Regions from separate parts of the Ovis aries genome. Here region 2 is linked to region 1. A link is a contact called in public Hi-C data. All regions are on one chromosome and are shown on one strand. The core of a region is the stretch at or near the end of the contact, and the rest is flanking DNA. Distances in the headings are between cores, read along the strand shown.

What was found. A called contact is a pair of places that touch in the nucleus more often than the background predicts.
Region 2: a contact with region 1 is called in a Hi-C map of liver, with 5 times the contacts expected there. The contact joins two enhancer-like sites. A contact is called at or near these places in 14 of 16 Hi-C or Micro-C datasets (blood, hypothalamus, liver and 7 more).

What each region holds. Positions count from the first base shown.
Region 1 is chr2:202,329,190-202,332,845 of ARS-UI_Ramb_v3.0, reverse strand. No RefSeq gene overlaps it. Among named protein-coding and RNA genes, the nearest start is that of MAIP1, 27 kb to the right of the region's middle. Within about 2 kb of position 1,650, at least 2 of the 54 cell types and tissues checked have an H3K27ac peak or open chromatin away from gene starts, as enhancers often do. A contact at or near this core is called in liver, where this site is marked.
Region 2 is chr2:202,789,620-202,793,527 of ARS-UI_Ramb_v3.0, reverse strand. SPATS2L (spermatogenesis associated serine rich 2 like) reads right to left here. Exons shown (of 13, transcript XM_042244055.1): 13 at 2,394-3,296. The coding sequence ends at 2,901. Among named protein-coding and RNA genes, the nearest start is that of KCTD18, 33 kb to the left of the region's middle. Within about 2 kb of position 1,412, at least 1 of the 54 cell types and tissues checked has an H3K27ac peak or open chromatin away from gene starts, as enhancers often do. A contact at or near this core is called in liver, where this site is marked.

The DNA.
Region 1 (3,656 bases), core at 401-2,900:
GAGACTCAAAGGAGGCATAATTTACATTAGCACGTATCTTGCAAAATCAGCAACTGCACAGCACTTGGTCAGCAAAGATGGGGATTTATGAGAGAATTTCATTGAGATGTTAAGGGAAAATCTAAAGGGATTACCAATGATAATGCAACAGGGCTGCTTAACTTTGTAAGACCAGGGTCTGCAAATTCAGGTCAATAAAAAAAAGAAATTAAAAATATTTTTCTTGTTTGTTTGTTGGGGGAGGGTTCGGGGTTTTTGAGGAGGGAAGAGGAGTCTTGAGGAATATTGAATGGGAAAGAGAAATTGTCAGAGCTGTGGAAAGGATAAAGAAAGAAGAGTATGCATTTTACAGCATCTTGTAAATGACAATATAAACTAGAGAAACAAACATTTTTCTCCTTGAGTCCACCCTTAGTTTTAAACTTCCCCTCATGGACCTACCTCATAAGTGAATTTTGTATAATCTTGCTCTTCGATGTAGAAAGCAACTTGTTTAACTGTAATAGAGAATCTGGGTCACACAGCTCAGACCTCTCAACGTCCTTTCTGGCTTTTTGCTTTTGTTATTTCAAGTCCAAGTGCTCCGCCAAGATTCAGCCCAAATTCCATCTTCTCTGGAAAGCCTTTGCTGGCTTCTTCATTTAAAGTGATTTCTTCCTGTTCTGAACTCTTCCACCATGTCTTTCACATTCATCTACTGTCCCATTACTGTATACTTAGCATAAGTTATGTCAAGAGCAAAGAAAAAAATGAAAGAACTAAAAGATAAGTATGTAATTTTGAGTGATGAAAAGAAGCACGAACAGATTAAAATTAGAGAATTGAGATCTAATCCTAATTAAGATTTTAAAATGGAAGAGATTGATTTTCTTAGAAAAGAAAGGACTTTTAAATGTTAATATATGGTTATAGTTATGCTATATTATTTCATTATGCTTTCATTAAGTGATCATACTCTACAATAGATGAGCATGTGTGTATATATATATATGTAAATGCATTTTTTAAAGTTCTAGGGCGACAGACACCTGTTAATAATTCTATTTTCGTCTAGGGAATGAAGTAACTAAGTGATTGAGTAAATCTGAAGTAGATCTAATTTATGCCACCACATCCAGAATGGGGTGTGAAAAGAGAAAGAGAGGAGATGTTTAAGGACGTTTGACTTGACTCTATTTGTGGATTATTTTTATATGCATATTCATGAATATGAATATGCATATTCATATGTGTATCAGCCAGAGTCTCAGTCAGAAGAACTAAATCACCCCAATTATCCTAACAGTGAGACTTTCATATAAAGAATTAAACTAGGTATTAAAGAATGGAAAAACTAAAAGAGGGACTCTGAAATATCACAGGAGTAATAGTTGTACAAAGCAGCCAGCACCTAGGGCTGGGGAACGGAGAGGAGGTTGGGATTGTTAGGTTTTAAGAGTTTGGAAGGGAGTTTAGCTGGTGCTACTGCCTCAGGACCGCAGAAGACAAAGTCAGATCTCTGACAAGTGGGTATCTGCAAAGATTGGGAAAAGTGCAAACTGGAATCAACCGCCTCTGGGGAGGGGTTCCGGTGAAGGGCCACTGCTGGGCAACACCCGCAGGAACAGGAGGCAAACAGGAAGCAGCTAGTTCTTCCTCTTCCTTCCACCTTTCTGTCTCCCTTTGGCGCCCCCTCATGGAGACAAGTGGCTGAGATTGTTTCTCGGTCTCAGGGCATGTGCCTAGCTTATTAATGAACCTATTTACAGTTTATCGATTAAGCTGTGCTGCAAACTCTGATCCTGGGGGATGAAATAAACAATTCAGCTCTATCATAATCATAGGAATCAGAAATGGCCTCAAAGAGGTTATAAGTGGACCCTCTGCTTACACAAAACCAGTTTCCTTGGAGAGGAACATTAGTTTGGTAGAGCACACACAGCTAGGAGCCAACATTTTTTAAATTCTTTTTTTGGCTCTGCTACTGAGTGGGCAGTCTTATATAAACCACATAATCTCTTTAAAAATAACAATAATAAAAATTAATTCCTGAATGGTGCTCACCATGTGTCAGGCACTAAGTGTTTTATGTATATTAATTAATTTAATCCTTGCAACAATTCTATGAGAAAAGGGACTTTAGTTACTTCACCCAAGGTCACAAAATAGTGAGGAAAAGACCAGAGATTGAACCCAGCAGCCTGATATACAAATTTTCTCTTTATTACCAAGCATTGCTGCCTCTCAAACATTCATATTACATGCCAGACACAACTCTACATTCTTAAAATAGAGAAAAACCTTCTGAAGTAAGGACTGTCACCCTCAATTTACATATGAGAATAATGAATCCAGGGGGCTCTCTGGCCTCCATTTCTCTGTCTGTCAAATGGGTAGGTTGGATTGATTAGGGACATTGATCCCAGTTTCTGCAGACACTGGGATTCTGTAATTAAAGAGCTCAAGGGTTCTGGCTAAAACCCAACTAGAAAAACTCATTTTTCACATTTGCAGACCCCCTGATCTCACAAGTTTAATAATAGCCCACTCATGTACATACAGAAGTACAAAAATTGCCAACTCAACACAGCTTATTATTCTCCATCATCTATTCTCTAGGAATTAGATGGGAAATAAAAGGAAGGGAATCAAAAATCATTTAGGGTAACACATTGCTTGGTTTCAGCAATTAGCTCCAAAATCATATCCATATTAACTGTGTTAAATTGGGAAAGGGATGACACACACTTTTTATTACTTTTCTTTTCTTCATTTTTTAAAATATTCTGTTTGACTTTTAGACTTTCAGTCCACCACAAGCCTTTGAGAAAGGTTAGTATTGTCACAGCAGAAAGGTTCAAAACCCAGGGAAGCTTGCCTGAGGACACCTACCTGGTTAGAACTGAACTGGGATTTGAACTTGTGATGAGTTTTACCTAAAGTGACAGTATCAGGACTGTTAAGACTGAAATTGACCTTGTCTTCAAAATCCTATTTTTTTTTAAATAAAAACTTTCCTGTCAGTGTATATAACAAGCCAAGGGATAGACATTGATAAACTCCCAGCTGAGTCAGCTGAGTGACCTGACCTTAGTGAATCCCTGTCAGCATCACTGTAGCAAGTCACAGACCAGCCACGTACCATGCTGACACCATCCAGGGTCCACAGGTATCTAATGTCCCTAGGAACTTCACACCACACTACAGAGCCTGGTATGTAGAATATGGCAAGATCTTTAAGAACCTTAGGAATTCAGTGATTTTTTTTTAATAAGGGAAGATACCTATCTTCTTAGAAATGTTCCTATGAAAAAAGTTGTGCATGTGGGCAAAATCAAGCCCCCTCTGCTCACCAACAGATGACTTTAGCCAACCCTTGTATGGTGCCACTTTTATCATTAAAAAAAAAAAAAAATTCCTAATAGTCTTTTGGACCCTAATCTGGGAAATGAGGGTTTCCTGTCATAAGAAGAGGTCTGCCACAGAGAGAGATTTGATTCCTTATTTAAACATCTGTAGAACCCCCTAAAATAGTTTAGATAGAAATGAAAATGATTGGAGGAGAGAAAACCTCCTTGAGGGATGGTCCTGGAATGCAGGTTCCATGTGGTTTACTCCAAGAATAGTTAAGCAAAAAGAGGATGGAGAGCCACTCCTGCTTCTCGCCTTCCCTCCCC
Region 2 (3,908 bases), core at 163-2,662, 460 kb before region 1:
TTAGTCAAAGGTAGTGTTGAATTCAGGCATCCCTCTGTCTCCACTGTTCCCCCTTCTCCCCTCTAAACCACCCCACCTGCCGCAAGCCTGCCTCCACTTTGCTCTAGGAAAAGAGCTGTTCAGGCCCTAGATTACCTCTTCACATGGTTAAATCGAGATTAAGGCTTTCAGAGTCAGAATTCCCAAATCTCTTACTTTGGCAAAAATCTGCATGTTGCCTTTGCCCTGCTAACTTTCCCCATTGGCCTCATTGGATATTGCTTCGCTAAGAATGTTAAAATGGAATCTTTTTTTCTGATGCCAGCAGAATTGAACTGCTAGTGAACTGAGCTTTACATTGGATACAGAGTGTTATTTTTTCCCTACCCACTCTCCCCCCAGCTCTTGTAAGTACAGCCTTTATTAAGGATGAATTTTATACAAACTTGTGTTTAACCCTCTGAACCTTGCTCAGCCCCTAGAATAGGCTGGATGATTGAGCTGGAGTATGGAGAGATTCTCAAATGAAATGTAAATTTGGAATGTAATTGGTAACCCAACTGAGAGGTTTGTCTTTAACAGATGGGAGTCTTGGTGATACAGTGTAGGTGGTTTTGAAGTTATTCAATCTTCATGAGTACTAACCTCTACTAGAGGAATGTTTAAGAAAAAAGAATCTATTCTTCTGGCTACTCTGTATTTAAGTAAAGAGATTGGAGTGCTCATGGCCCATGGAATTTTTTTTAAGTTTGACACAGCTAAAAAGAATCGCAGAATTTAACCCAGATTTCTAGAATCACACCAATGATTTCATCAGAATAGACAAAGATATATATTGAAATTACCATTTCAAAAAATATACATTGGTAAATGTTTACATACCTGGGTCTACAAGAAAGGCAAAATCTAGGGAAAAACATAAACAGGTCTGCATATTTCTTAGCATGCTTTCTTGTTTCTTTTCAGTAACTTGGAGCATTTGTTATGTGCTTAGGAACGTGACTGTGCTTTCTTAACCCTGAGAACAATGTGATGGGTGTGTCAAGGTTGAGAGGGGGTCCAACCCTGACAAAGATAGGTGTGCTCCTGACCTGGCAAACCCATTATTTTCCTGTTGCATGAATCACTTGACTCGTCTTTAAAGCTGCCACATTTATTTCAGCTGACATTTTCTGTGGTGAGCCAAATCTTGGTACACAAAATTTGTGCAAAGTCCTTCTGTCTTGTAAAATATAAATCCAGGGCCTCAGATGGACTAAATGGAGACTGCAGGCCCAAACGTTTATCTTTCTTATTTGAACGAACAACCCTTCCTTCCTTCCCGGAATGTGACTTAACATTTAAAATTCCTATTAAATCTCTGGATACACCCAGAGACCTCAGAAAGTTCTCTCCAGACAGAGCAAACATCCTCCTTGTATTTGGCAAAAGAAGAAACGGATGCTTGCATGGTGTGCAGACTCAGCTGCTCAGGGCTGCTCTTTGGAAGAGAAGCCCACTGAACCTGGGCTGCCAGAAAAAATGTTAACATTGAGCTGAAAAGAAGCATTTGCACTTGAAAGAGGCCAACACATCTGCAGGATACATGGAAGTTCGATGGAAGCAGTAGCCAAACTGAGTCACCTTGCACTCAAAGACTGGGGTACTTGGGGCTACTTGGGGTGTGGGCCCCTGGTATCCACTCTGTATTCCTCAGGGAACAGAAGCCTTGCTCCAGGCAGCCCCTGTGCTTTTGGGGAGCCTGCAACAACCCAACTTGGGGGTGGACTCTGATTAGTCTATGCCCATTAGCACATCTCATTTGCTGATTGGTTGAGGGACAAGCCTACCCGCAATCTGGGGCAATGATATGCAAGACCCTCTCTGGGACTTTTGAGAAAGACACTTGCTCCTTGCCGCTGCTACCTGGAGAGCTTCTCTTTACTTCTAGACCGTGTTGGGGATGAACATGAATCTGAATCTTAGGATCAAGGCAGGTATTTCACCCCATTCTGAACATATCAGCCTAAGGAGGAAGGGAGAGCCGAGATAATCAGGAGAAAGGAGCTAGAATCCTGATTCAGTTGGACCTAAGGCATAATTTTATGCTGGGTTTTTCAGCCACTGAACTAATTAATCATTTTCTTTACTGTTTAAAGTAGGCTGAGTTGAGGTTTATATTACTTGCAACCAAGGTTTCCAAACTGCCAAGTCATGTCCAAGATGATTGGGGTACACGTGCATCTGTATATGTGTAAGGTACTGGCAAGGCTATGGTAAGGAATTCTTTCTTCCAAAAGGACCCTTGTTCCAAGAGAAAAGAGCATTGTTCAAAGCTCTGTGCCACAACCGCTTAAGTTTTCTTGAAAGTACTACATGGTACATTTTATGATAAGTGGGCTTTGATTAAAAAAAAAAACAAAACAAGCCAGGTGTCAAATGCAGCATATTTTAATTTGTTTCAAATAAAGCAATATATGTATATATATATATATTTCAGAAAAACACCAGATGTTAAACTCTACAAAAGCGCATGTGTCTTCAGCAGATCATGTTTGTCTGATCAATAAGAATTTTGTTTCCAACATTAACTCTCTAAAGACGATCAATGGACTGACATCACTGCTACAACATAGGTTGCTACTGAGCCTCTGATCTTTAGCCACATCTTGATTTTCCTAACAAATGAGTAAATACTGCCTGGCTAAAATGCTGCAACATGTTGATGAGAAAAAGCGCCAACAGATCAAGCAAAGCCATGAAAGTTATGAAGCAAGCTAGAGCTGATTATTAGAATTAGTAAAAATGATTAAGAGAGGATGACACAGCCGTACAGGATTTGTGTATTCAGATTGACTCTCTTTTGGCAGCGAATTGGGTCAGCACCTCCGGCAGGGAACCGAAACTGAGTGAAAACGGCCTTTTTCTCCCTCTCTCCACGCTCAGGCCACCAACGTCACGGCCGGGACGGAGAGAACCGCGGCATCTGTGGAAACTTCTATTCTGGTGGGGCAGAGGTTGCACTGGGAGACCCTGGCCACGTTGCCCCGGAAAGGCCTGGCCTCCGCGTGGTCCGCGGCGTGCTGCCTTCGCCGGGGCTTTTCCGGATGGGCGGGGGCCTCGGGGGTCTTCGTCCCCAAGGAGGCCTCTCGGTTTTTGGCGCCGCCTTTGTTTTTGGGACGGAAGCCGTTGTGTGGCTGTCTTCTGTGTTCGTGACGGTTGTTGCTCTTCGCAGTGGGATCGGCTTCATTACCACTGCCCTGGGGCTTGGCAGATCCATTTAGCCTGTTGTTGTGATATTGCGGATTAAATCTTCGTCTTTGGCTAGAAGACCCATTCTATAAACAGAAAGAAAGAAAGAAAGAAAAGAGGTAGATATTAGATGCCAACAAACCCCAGGTGACATCAAACCAGGGAAACCAAACCTCTAAGTCACAGGTCACCTTTTTTTTAACACCCCAGAAGAATGTGACAACATGCAAATGAGGTCAAGCTGATAAAACCCTCAAGCTTAAAAGAATGGTGGACTGTCTTGTAAATGGAAGTTCAAGAAAATTGCTGATGTTGAAAGAGAGGTTACAGAAGTGTAAGACAGACAATTCCAGAACCAGGCCAAATAAAACCCATCAAGTATAAACCTGAAATAAAGAAATGTAACGCAGAGGCAGGGGAATGATGGTTCTCTACCATACATATTTCTGGGGCATTCTGTATGGACTATATAGATGCATTCTCATGATCACATTACCAGTTTACACACCCCTAGGTCTAAAGGGTGATTATCTCTGGAGGTGGGGACGAAGCTTATTCCTATCTCTGTGCACAGCTCCCTCACAATGTGGGATGAAGCCAGAGTTGGGAAGAGACAATATTCAGACACATGGGATGTGGGCCTCTGCCTTTGTACTCCTGCCCTGGGCCCTGATTTACTAGCGGTGGGTCTGCCCTAA